2 separate regions of the Anser cygnoides genome follow, and region 2 is linked to region 1. The links are chromatin contacts, called in public Hi-C maps. All regions are on one chromosome and are shown on one strand. The core of a region is the stretch at or near the end of the contact, and the rest is flanking DNA. Distances in the headings are between cores, read along the strand shown.

Region 1 (6,493 bases), core at 2,001-4,500:
TTGGTGAAAGACTCCTGTGAGTGGGAAGGGTAGGGGGGAAAGGTAAAAGATGAAATTCAGGAAAATGGTAGTGAGAGTGATGAACATTAAATTGAAGACTTTAACCAACAGCTCAATAGCCTAGCTTTACCAGGCTTCAAAACATGGACCATTTTTTCCAAGTCTTTGTCGCTGAACGGGCTGTTTATGCTGTCATCTGTGCGGAGCTGAACGTAATTGGATGTGCTTTTTGCTTTCAGTGCGTGTTATGCACAGGGTCTAGCCACCAGATGGAGGAACCCACAGGCTGGCTTATTCAGAGCTAGCATTTATTCACTGGCAGCTGAAACCAACCATTCCAAAGATGGTGTTTTTCTGAATCAGTTTGTTTTGGCATTTCCTGCGTGAATGTCATGGAATAGAGAAAGATTTAAGTAATCAATAGCGTCTGTCTTAAATTGAAGAGGAATGTGAGTAAAAACAGTTAGCATTTGTAGTTAATTTAATCAGTAGTGGTCTTGTGATCGAACAGCCTTGTATGAGCTCTTCCTGGAACGTTTGGTAGCACAAACTGAGTTTTGATTTCTCAGTGCAGCTCCCAATGGACAAGTGTTCACAGGAAAAAAAACACGGCATCATTTAGCCCCTTATTGGGAACTGACACGGATAACCCCCAAAATAATGAGTTTCTCTATCACATGTCAAGACAGAGATCTCAGCCCTTCTCCACTTTGCCTTCTTACTCCACCAAAGGATTTCAAATAATTTTCCTAGAGCAATACCGTTACCAATTAAACAGAAATGCCACACTAATAGTAATATGTTCCATTTCTGAAGTTTTAAATTCTATAGGCCTTAAGGTTTTGTGGTATATTAAGACTGAACAGGTAGGAAAGTGAGGAACTGTGCATAGGGATTCTGTGCTGCTGATTTTTAGGTTTCATTACTTTTTAATGAAGGGTCTAGATTTATATTTTCTCTATGGCTTCTGCAATCGGAAGTCATTGGACTTGCAGTCTTAATTTATTACTTCAAATATAAAGATGAATAAATAACAAAGTGAGGATACAGAATAATAAGAAATCTTTTTAACCATAGTTACAGTAGATTCTCCGGATTTCTCCTCTGAAGCAGTAATTCATATCACTGCACACGATGAGCAGTATGGTATGAGCCCAATCATTACCCTTTTAGGCACAGGTGTTGGTTTTAGCTGTTGAATCTCAAACATTAAAAAAGTTTGCTGATAATTACAGGTAAAGGAGTGATACAGATGTTGCTTGTGACTATTAGGATATGTTCTCATGTGTGTACATCCTTGTGCAAATGGGTGTACCTACAGTTGTACAGGCTTCTAATTAGAGCCTCTAATCTGAATTCGTTAGAAAAGCTGCTAGTACATACACCTAGTTAATACACTTAATCTGAATTTCGTAGAAAAGCTACTGTTTTGTAAGGCTAAAACATTGTTTTTATAAATATTACTGTGGGGCTTTTCTTTGACTAGACGAATGTCTTCATTTTTCATTATTAATGAAAAAAACAAGTTTCTAAACATGCTTGTAAGTGGAAAAAACTGATAAGGAAGGGAGTTTAAGGAACTTCAGTGTATTACTAAGAAAGTACTCTAAACATGTCAGAAAAGGAAAAAATACTGTCATGGATGCATACGTGACTTACATTTTGCATTAGGAACATGTTAATGGTTCTTCTTGTGGACGCTTCACTAGCAACAAAATCTAATGCTAATCTTGCTTCTAGAATTGGGCATCTTCTACAGATTTTAAAGGCACTTTTTAAATGAAGGTGAAAATACCGTTATGTTACTTGATTGAATACCCATTCTGTATTATATTTTCAGAATAAAACACGTTTTCTGTTCTGAGGAGCAAAAAAGGGAAAATTTAGACTGAGAACTCAGACAGATATTGCATACATTCTATAATTATAAAAACTGCTCTTTTTTCTCATGATTGATAGAGAAGCTTGCATATTATATCTTACATACAGCTTCCATGTCTGGGAATATATACACAGCACACACTGCACTCGGCAGCTAATCTATCTGTTTTTCTGAAGTGCTGGTCACTTAGTGGCAGAAAGTATTTTGGTGTCACCTTCCAAAATGCACTTACAAGTGTAGAGCTGTTAAACGTGGATGCTTATTGAATATTTCTTGTAACTTTCAGGAGAAACAAAGCCTTGTGCTAGTCTCCATCCATACTGCTTTGTGTTCTATCTGCCACATAAGATAAAATCAGCTGTTTTCTCATTATTTAAGTAAATATAAGTTTTATCGTTTGATAATTTAAATAGAGGAGAATCACATTGTAGTTTTCAAGGAGGAATATGGCTATTCTTTGAGAAAAGTAAGCTAAATATTTTTACAGAGGAAAAATAGTGGAAACAAAGGGATTTCTTAGATGTAAAATGTTACTCTTGACTATTGCTCCAGCTGCCATTATCTCCACACGAGCGAGTAGACGTGTAATCTCTGGCTGGCCTCATCACAAGTCATATCTGAAGATAAGTTAACCAGCATTTTAAATAACTAAGCCTTTGACATTTTAGTTTATGCATATATTGCACCTCAATAAGTCATTCACTGTAGATCTCCTAGACCCAAAATTTCAAGGGCTTTGTGGTTTGTACTTCTGTAGGGCCTTATTTTCAAAACTGAACATTGTAGTGTCTATTAAAGTCACCCAGAATCAGTTTGTATGAATTTCATTGGAGACAGTCAAAGCCTTGCTTGACAAAATTGTTTTAAAGCCTATTTCTTCATTAGAGTTAAGTTAAAATCACAAACTTAACGCACAGAAATAATGAACAATATTTTAATTGTGCATGTGGAGAGGAATCACGCAATTCAGTAAGGTATTTCTATCTCTCCTTTCTCTCCTTCTGTTCATTTTTTTCTTTAATCTCTCAGTCACATTCTCAAATTTCCCTTTTTAGTTACCTGACGAAAGAACAACAATTACATTTGTTATCTTTGTACCTCTGCATCTCTCTTACACAGGTGACAAAATGAAATACTTACACGCATCATTCCTGTCTTTATGAGTGCAGGTAGCCAGGCTGCAGAGTCGTGCTGGCGGACTCCAGAGCGTTTTCAGCTGCTTGTATAAATGTACCAGAGTATTTGTCTTCACGTTATTCATTATTATCACCTTGGAACTTGAAAACTTTGGTTAGTCAAACAGCCAGAGGAGCTTTCTGGAGTCTAGCAACCTATCAACACAGAGGAAAAAATGCTGTGGACATACAGCTTCAAGGGATCTCCAGGCCTATTTATAAAAAAAAATTGAGAGCACCCTTTCCTGGTTGGAGAGAGGGAGCTAACCAAACAGTTAATTTTCAACTTATCCCTGGAATGGCTTTTTTCATTGGCTCTAATTTAGTTGGAGGCTGGGCTAGTTGGTAATTATTTGTGCACTTTCCGGGCTTTCTCTCATGTGGCTCCAAGAATACCAAAGGGTTACAAAAACCACTCTTTTGTATGCAAGGAGAGGTTTCTTATCACTTCTTCACCCTACATTCTTTTGAATGCTGATAGCTAACAGTTGCTATCATTGACAGTTGTGGTTCTGAGGAGCGGTGACCGCTCAAGCTGAGGAATTTGCAGAAATCTCGTAGATACAAAGGCTTGCCCAGCAGAACAGGCGGAGCAGCCTCCTACAGAAAAGCATTGCAGCTCCTAGCACGTAATACAGTATTATTGCACCGTCAGGGTGAAGAAACTCTTTCTGAACTATAAGGTGTCTCATAAGAAGGATCATTTCTTACAGGTTAGAAACAGGAACAGACCCAAGGAACCATCATTACCCCTCCCACTCACTTAAGCTCAAAAACCACTTTGGCTCAGCCCTCTCCAGTGGGGAGAACAGGGTTTCCTGACCTGTTTCTTAGGGATGAAAGCATGAGGAGAGTTACTCCCTTATTTCCACGTACAATTCTAATAATGTTTGTTAGCTGATGTGGAAGATCCATATTTAAGTTACTCCCTTGCACTGTGGGACGTTTCTGTCACCAGATTGGCCTTCCTGCCCTAGCTGCAGAGAGAAGCACTTCTTACAGCTGTAGACCAAGCAACTCATTTTCCAGGGACTTTTTTTGTGGTGTTATTACAGGCCCTTTAGGATTAAGATGGAATGACATGAGAAAAGAGTGCCTGGGCACGCCAGGGAATGAGAGCCAGCCCTCTGACTGTGCCGCGGTCACTCTTAGCTCAATGCCCTCACCCACAGGGGCTGAGCACAGCAGGCAGAGCTGGGCACAGCTCAGTGGCCATCAGCAGTCCCAAACGCAGCAAGCAGCAGGTCCAAGGTCCAACCTGAGAGCCTGGACAGGAGCAAAAGGAGACAGGGCCAAACGCAAGCAACAACAGGGGTCCGAAGTCCTTCTTGGAGACAGGGCCAAAAGCAAGCCTGAAGACAAGTGCCCCAGCAACAAAACTTAAAAGGGCTGAGCCTGAGCTTAAACAGCCTCCTGGGTCATGGGTGGGAGTGTGGTGTAGGCTCCTGGTGAGCCTCAAGGCCATTAAGACTTATTATTGGCAACCTCAGCCTCAGGTTTTGTAAGGCCTTTAATAATTCTTACTTAAGTATTTGTAAAATTCATGTGGTCATTTTCCTCCGTTAAGCACATTGGAATGCATATTGTGAAAGCTACAGAACCTATCAGGGACAGAGCAAGCTGAAATGATAAGACTATCATACTAATGATAAGTATTCTGACATTAAAAATCAGTCCTTTCTTAATCCATAAAATGACATGTAAAGAATTTTTCACTATGTGTTTTTATGTAACAAATACTGGTATTTTGAATTAGAAACTTATTTGCTCATTGACATTTTCATTAAATACACGTGTATCTGTCATCTCTTACTGCCCAGTGGGTAAGTGCAAGGCTTAGGCTCAGGGAATCCTCTTTAGTATCCTAAAGTGGCAGGCGTATCTGTGTTATTTACTATTCCAACACCAACTATGTAGGAGAGTCTTTCTTAATAGTTGTTGTTTATTACCTCAGCTGCGTGCCTCAGAGTGTCTTAAGAGCAAGCCACTGTTAGCCAAGAGTTCTGTCTGCAAAAAAAGTGCAAAATCAGACTTCTGGTTTTGCTCGTAATTGTGGATAATCACGTACGTGGAGTGTAACTGGATACAATGGAAATGTGCTTACTTAGTTTTCGCAGGAACTGGAGAAGTAAAAATTGAGAAATTTCTGGCTGTTACTACCTGTCTGACTTTACTGTAAGGGCCTTCAGACTGGACAGAGAGGATCAATATTTGTTTTCTTTCTGATGTTTACTTGAGGGTTGCCAGTATGTACATTCTGTAGTCATTTAATTCTGTGCAGCCTTATCAACATTTTGATTCTGCTGAAGAACTATTCAAATCGCTCTGAATCAACAGCTTTCTTTCCTGAAAGAAAGGTGGCCGATGCACTGTATGTACTTTATTATTTACAGCTATTTCTGTGAAGTCCGAAGCTCAGTTCAGAGCCAGCAGGGAGCAAAACCTTGTTGCTTTTAGGACAAGAAGTATGGAAGTTAAGTGCAGCCACTGGAGAGAAACGCGTCCTCCTTGCTGAAATGCAAAGCCTAGACAGCTCAGAGTATAATCAGACGTGAGCACATTAACAATGTGAAGGAAAACTGTTACACCTGAGATGTTCTGCTCTTCTTTCCATCTTTCAGTTCCAGTTTTTGGCTTTGTTTCTTGGCCATGGGGCACTTAGTTCTCCTTTCACGGGAGTCCGTATTACAATATATTTTATCTATCTTTCTGTCCAGCGTGCTGTCTCTCACCATTTGGAATTCAAGCTTCAGAGAAGATAGAGGAAAAAATCTCTTAATTTCCCGATTCATGGAATATTTCAATCATAGTGTTTGAAGAAATCTGCTTCTCCTGGCATTATGCTTGCAAGGGTGTTCCTGTGCTAATATTGCCTTAATTGCAACATTGGCAAGCCAAGCCCAAAAAGTCCGGGGAAAAAAATAGGCTTACAATTTTACTATAGTTAGAAAGATATAAAGTGATTTCATAGTTAACATTTTCCTCATCTAGTTACGGCTTTATAACAGCTGACAGTATGATCAATCAAAGGGTGGGAAGCTGCGAGGTGTCCATGGGAAACCTCTGCAGCGGCTAAAAATATCACCTGGGGTAGCTGTCACAAGGCAGTCAGATCGTTTCTCTGTGGGCTTTCACACTCATTTCTCTGTGGATTGGCACACGCTTCCCATGGGTTACATATTACTTCAGCCTAAGGAGAGCTTTTCTTTCACATCCAGAACTTGCTAGAACTTTCGTTGATGTGATTGATCCCTCGCCCTCTAACCACCTCTGCTCTCTCCAGTTTTTTGTTCTCTCTCTTGCAACAGGGGGCCCCAAATTGGCCAGAGGATTCCACATACGTTCCCACAAGCGCTTAGGAGGGGGGGAACGGTCACTTGTCTTGATGTGCTGGCCATGCTCTTTCTAACGTAACCCTCTGAGCTGTTAATTCGCA
Region 2 (6,493 bases), core at 2,535-5,034, 180 kb before region 1:
ACAGTATTTTTGGAGAGACGTTACTGTAATATTTGAAAGAGATGAGAGGTGGAAGGAGGATTGCAAGCTGCAATCCTTTGGAAAAACGCTGTAGCTCGGACCAAGCTGGGTCAGATTTTAATGGGATGGACTGCAGAAGGAGAACGTTTCAATTTGTTTCCGCAAAGTGAACGAAGAGCACTGTTCAGAACCTTTTGTCACTTTGTTTTTTGTCACTTCTTCCTGAAAAAAAAAAAGCACGTTACATGTAACTCATCGAGAATTTGAACAGACCTCTAGTTACACAGAGAAACAGGTAATCACACAGACATCAGTCCCTACTCCCACACTCAGCACAAGGGAAATGCTGAAGGATAAGCAGCCCTGGTCACAAAGAGCTCCCTACTGGCACGCCATTGCACATCCAGCTCCCCAAAGTTTCTCAGGACCTCAACCGGCGACCGCTTCTCCTGCTCCCTTCCAAAGGCCGAGCTCGAACAGACTCGCACTCGAGAATTCAGGAGCAGCCTTCACACAACCCTACGCACGGCGCTGACTGCAGGGATCAGCTCAGCGTAGCTCAAGCTGTAGTAAAGCAGCGAGAGTGACGAGAAAGCACTGGCTCCAGGGAAGAAATTCTCCTCCAGCTCTGACAAGGACGAAGAGCGCGGGACTTGGCAGGCGGCAGCCCAGGGCAGCTCACTTTCTCTTGACATCTGCATTGTTTTTCTCTAGGTGATGTTACAACACAAGTATTGTCACAACATAACTTGGTAACATCACAAGATCCAAGCGCACGGCGCTGGAATTTATTTGTGCATATTTAAACAGGGCTGAATGGAGAAAGACATTGTTTTTTTCCACTTACTTCATCCAAGTTGCGTTGCAAGCCAACTGCTTACTCTAAAAGTAGCAAAATCACCCAGCTATCAACATCTAAAAAGTTCAACAACCTTTAAAAAAGGAAATCTGCATCTGTGCAAACAAAACGCACATTCAAGAGAGGGAAAGCAAAATCACCTTTTCTGCTTCCCTCTGAACTCGGTCTATATTTAGCTACCGGTTTTCTTCAAGACCAGTTGCAAAAAAAAAAAAGTGTATTTAAGAGACAACCCTTCAACGTGCTCAGAAGAAAAAACAAGCAAGTGACTGTACCGTGCACTTTCCTGCTGGCAGGAGAAATGGGAGGATGGATTCTCCGTCCATCTTAGATTGACTTAAATAGCGCCGGAGTGTTTCAGCCGCACAGAACGAGCACTATTTCGGAAGCTTTGAAAGGATACTCCGAAAAAGCATTGCTGCCTGTGCAATTTCATCTTTTTTGCTCGTCTTATTTTGGGAAAACTCCCAAGTCATTTTCAATCTTCCCTTTCAAACCCAGGGTCCACGCATCTTTTGAATAAGGGAAGTTGCAAGTAGTTAGCTGTCTGTAAGGAAGCTCGTTCTGGTTTTAATTATACCCTTTTACGTCCTGCACGAAGTAGTCTTTCCATCTATATTTTATTCACATGCAGGCTTAAACTGAATAGAGAGGCATTCCCACACTCTGTTCTTCTTTCCCCTTAAAAGAAAGGGTCAGAAGCAAGCACTGTTTAAAGACGCAGGAGGGGAAGATAAAAGGACAAACAGTAAGTTTAATAATACTCATCCAAAGTTTAAACTTCAAGCAGCAGCACCAAAAAACATAAAAACGGAAGAAAATTTGTATTCGGGGAAGCATAAATTCATCTCAGGCAGATTTGATCCTAACTTGAAAGGAACCCGCACGGAGCCCTCAGCAACAGCTTTATTCAGGATAATATTGCAATACGGGGATTTCTGTAGCCCTCAGGTATACCGCACCTTTCCCGACGGAAGGGTAACCGGTTATTTGCTGGCTGAGTCAGGACATCCTCAAAAGCTGCAGCCCGTTAGCTGATCACACGCACCCACTGCCTTGGGACTCGGTTTGAACTTTAAAGCAGGTTAAATTCAGTCAATGAGCCGGGTTGACTCCCTAATTGGTAGCAGGCTAAGAGCACTTAAGCGGTCGGTAACGTATCTCATGGCTAACAGCACGTCTTAAAACGTTACTGCCTGGCTTAATTGCTGGCAATTGAATGAACGAACAGCAAGTTAATGATGGCGAACCACTGACACCAGGATCAATAACGGGGAGATCCGCGATGACAGACAACCACCGCGTTTCTTGAAGTTCAGCGTCAAACCCTAACCGTTGGCCATCGCATTTGCCTAACCAAAACCCAGACCCAGCAAGACGCCTTTGCCACTGGACAGCTACTTCCAAAGCTGACTCTCCCTTCCAACTTCGAGGGAAATTTTTAACCAGATGCTCGCTCCAACGTCCAGAGACATTAGATGTGTATCTCCCCTAATAAACTGCTGGTCTTCCATGCAACCGGCAGGGCAGCCCCCTCAGCAGAAGCACGGCCAGAAGCAGTCAGTTAACGTTTACGCCGCTGCCTGGCCATCGTTTTGGGAACCCCTTCCCAACGAGTGCCACGAGCCTGCAAAAACTCCACGCGCCCCTTTTATTTCACCTGCCGTTGACCGCCCCCATCACCATATCCAGGCGAGCAATCTCTGCCAGCCTCCCAGGCTGCCATTTACTACCGGAACGCCTGCACACCAGGAGGAAGAAGGGAGGTTTAAAATCCTGGCTGAAGGCACCGAGCGCCCCGCAGCAAGGCCACGGCGGCACGCGAATGCCGGATACCCACCTTGTGGCAGCCAGGGTAGGTTGCCATGGTGTTGAGGGCAGAGGTGCTGGGGTTCTTGCTGGTGCTGGCCATGATGTTCTGGATCTGGGTGAGCTCCTGCCTCAGCACCTGCTTCTGGTGGAAGCTGAAGGCCGGGTGGTTGGATGCCATGGTGAAGAGCAACAGGAACTCGTCCCCCGTGCGGCCCTCGTTGAGCTGCAGCCCATAGTTGTTGATGACCGAGTCGATGTGCGTGAGGGTGCGGAACAGCACCCCGGCCGCCTCGCGGTGGGCAGAGCCCAGCAGGGCGAGCGAGACGAGAAGTTTGCTGCGCACCACCTCGTCCGTCAGGTTGGTCAGGCTGCCCAGGTCGGCGGGGTTGTTGGCCTTGATCTCCGAGTCGCGCAGCGAGTGGTAGTCCTTGCGGGCCAGGTCCTCCAGGCAGGCCCCCAGGAAGCGCAGCTCCAGGGGGATGCACAGGTCCAGGAGGCCGCAGAGAAACTCCACGCGCTGAGGCGACGGCAGCTCCGAGAACCACCGGTACACCCCGTCCCGCTGCAGCCGCGGGCACCGCTTCTCCACCATCGTGCTCCGACGGCCCCCGGCCCGCACCGAGCTCGCCCGGGGGGCCGCGGGCAGAGCCCCGAGGGGAACCCGCAGGCCCGCAGCCCCCGCCCGGCCCCCTCCTCGCCGAGGGGGGCCCAGGGGGCCCGGCGGTGAGGGGCAGCCCCCGGCGGCGGGCAGGGCCGGGCCGGGCCGGGCCCCCCCCCCGAGGCGGCCGCCGCCGCGCGGCCTTGCCGCGGGGTTCCCGGCTGGCAGGGCCCGGAGCGGGGCTCCGCCGCCTGCTCCCGGTCCCTAGCGGGGCGGCCGCCGGCCTCAGCCGCTCGCCGCCATCCCCCGGCCGGGCCCGGCCCCGTCCCGCAGCGAGGCGGCCGCGGGAAGTAGTCCCCGGCCGGTAAGCGGCGAGCGGGCGGAGGTGCACCGCGGGGGCCGCAGCACGCACACGCCCCGCCGGGCCGCGGCGGAGGGATCCCGCGGTGAGCAGGCCCGGGCCGGCAGCGGAGCGGAGGGAAGGGGAGAGAGAGAAAGGAGCGGCGGAGCGCCTCCACTCCCGGCCTGACCCCGCCGCCAGGCCCCGCCCACCGCGCCGCCCATTGGACGAGGGCGCTACTCGCGGGCGGCGATTGGTCGGCGGCACGCTCCTCCCCGCCTCCCGTCCTCCGAGGGGGTCGATCGGTGGGGTTTAGCCCCTCCTCCCGGCGCTGATTGGCTGGAGGGGCCGTTAAATAGGGGAGGGGCGGGAACGGCCGCCTTTTGTGTGGGGCCGCTCGGCGGCGGCGGTTGGGTGCGGCGGGGCGGAGGGGGCAGGGCTCAGCCCCGGGGCGGTCCCTGAGGGGCCGGGCAGAGGCCGTGACCGACAGGGCCGGCCCCGCCGGGGGCTGTGGTGACGAGGCCGGGCCTGTGGTGATGGGCCCTGGCCCGGGGCTGTGCCTGAGCAGCTTCTGGTGTGTTCCCACCTCCGGGCAGGGCTTGTCCCTGCTGTCCCCTCAGGGCGCCCCATCCTGACTGACTGACTTGGCGGTCCTTCATCCTGACTGACTTTTGTAATGGTCGCCCATCCTGACTGATTTTTGTAGTGGTGCCCCATCATGACTGACTTCTTTAGTGGTTCCCCCATCCAGACCGACTTACCTAGTTGTCCACACACTGACTGACTTTCTCAGTCACATCTGACCTTCCACATTTGCACCCCATTTGCACTGACTCCTCCTCACCTGTACTCGTCACTTCCAGTGTGCCGCGATAGGTGCCCTTTTCCTGGCACTTTCTGTCAAAAACACCTTCATTTTGACCGTGAGGAGCCATGAGGTGCACCAGGGGCATGGCTGCAGTGACCTGTTCCCTCATCTTCCTGTTTCACGATGTTAAAATTTGGCACGTGGAGGTGGCAGGGCGTAGCATGGCATGGGCTGCTGCTGGGCACCCAGTGCCAAAACCCCAATAAAGCTTCTGGCACCAGCGGTCGCCTCGCCAAACCAAGCAGCCTCCGCAGTCAAAGCCAGTTTGGCAGTTGACTTCAGATTGTCTCTAAACACAGTATGGAAACAAAAGAGTCCGTAAAGGCCTCTTAAAATGGTAATTCTTTCCCCGCGTTCCCACTCTTCTAAGCCAGCATTCTGGCTGGCAGCAGCGTCAATGCATGCAATGCAAAATTTGAGGCGGATTTACTGCCCTCGGAGCTGGATTTGCCTACAGATTGCACAGACGGCATCCAGCAGCCGAGAGGCGGATGCATAATTTCCTTTTTTTTCATGTTTTTCTGTGGGATTCAGTTGTGGGCCTGTTGTAGCCCCGTGGCCAGGCTGCGCATCAGCTAGATGAATGGTACGGGTGGGGATCTTTACGTGAAGCAGGCCAGGAAAACATCTAAATGCAGCCCCGGGCAGGCAACGGCTGGTTCCAGCCCTGAATTGCATAGATTGTAATCTCCTTGGAGGAGGGACCGTGTCTTTTATTTTATGCAGAAGTGCAGTATCGCTGCAACACAGATAAACAAAAGAGCTAACGTCGGTATTTCCTTAAGCACAATTACCTTGTGTCTTGAGCTGATTGCCTGTGAACTTTACGGGATGCACACAACACACAAATGAGGGCTGCTTGCTTTTGCATCAGTTGTGCGAACACTCCTGTCGGTATCATATAAGAGGAAAAGGCATATTCCTTTGGGCGAGGGTTTATTGCAAATCTCATTATACACCTTGCCAAGACGAATTGCTGCAGCACAAAAATTCCAAATACCGGTAGTTTATCCTTTTTTATTTCCCTTTGGAATATCGCAGACTATCGGCTGCATTTATTGAGGTCCTTCTGAAATGCAAGAGTAAGCAGCCGAAGGACGCTTAACTGGGGTTGCATAATGTCATATATTGTACGGCTACACAACCCTGCTTCTGTGTGGCAGGCTCCTGCTGTGAGAGGGTCCTTGAAAATCCCAGAGCCTCTCTGTGTGCTCTCCTTGTAGCGATCCATCATGCAGTGGAAACCGTATGCACTTCCTTTTCCTGCCGTGCCCGGTATTGTCCCTCGGAGGAAGGGATGTGCAGAAAACAGAGGAAGTGCTCTCAGTCCCTTAGGAAAGGTTTGCATTGAATCGAAGCACAGGCCAGGCAGTCGGCCTAAGGACGCCAAGTCCTCTGGTGGCCCTGCTGCTTATATCGACGTCTTTATCCCGGCGTTAATCCCGAAAGCACTACGCCGTGCTCAAAGTCAGCTACCTGATGATCGCCTGGTCTGTAGCAAGTTGGAGGCTTAAACTTTTCTGCCCGGGAACTAGGTCTAAGCCTGTGCCTGAGTGCGAGTTAGATGTGAATTTTGCTGCTAAAGAGCGAGTCTGTGGTTTACAGCCTGAGCAGAAATTGCCCATCCTGATGCCAGACACGAAGGCAAACTCTACTCTGAAGTGTGGTGTACGAACCGGGAGCCTTTTCTCTGATTAGAAGTGGCTTTGGATGAAGCCCTCGGAAACCGAAGGAAGCATGACATATAATTCTGTCACAAGCCACCAAGAATTCCTGGCTAGCCAGCGGCAAAGCAAGGAACCGCCCTCAGCAAAATAAATCAAGTTTGTGGGGGCTCATGTTACGGCCTGCTCAAGACAGCGGGTTGTGAGTGAAGGTCGTGCTGGGGTGCCCGTGCAGCCTGCGCCCTGTAGGAGCTCAGCACCAAAACCGTCCTGTTCCCTTAACCTTCTCTTTTTGGGCAAATTCTGCTTGTGCACACTTGAGGCAAACAGCTGGGGAAGACACTTTGTTGGA

Evidence for each region. Hi-C and Micro-C count contacts between places; a contact is called where the count stands out from the background.
Region 2: a contact with region 1 is called in a Hi-C map of liver, with 6 times the contacts expected there. The contact joins the promoter of ZCCHC14 here to the promoter of CA5A in region 1. A contact is called at or near these places in 2 of 7 Hi-C or Micro-C datasets (both in liver).

Annotation. Positions count from the first base shown.
Region 1 is chr12:2,358,208-2,364,700 of Taihu_goose_T2T_genome, reverse strand. It overlaps CA5A (carbonic anhydrase 5A), which reads right to left and starts at 3,250. Exons shown (of 7, transcript XM_013197592.3): 1 at 3,023-3,250. The coding sequence starts at 3,143.
Region 2 is chr12:2,541,954-2,548,446 of Taihu_goose_T2T_genome, reverse strand. ZCCHC14 (zinc finger CCHC-type containing 14) reads right to left here and starts at 3,784. Exons shown (of 13, transcript XM_013197586.3): 1 at 2,700-3,784. The coding sequence starts at 3,263.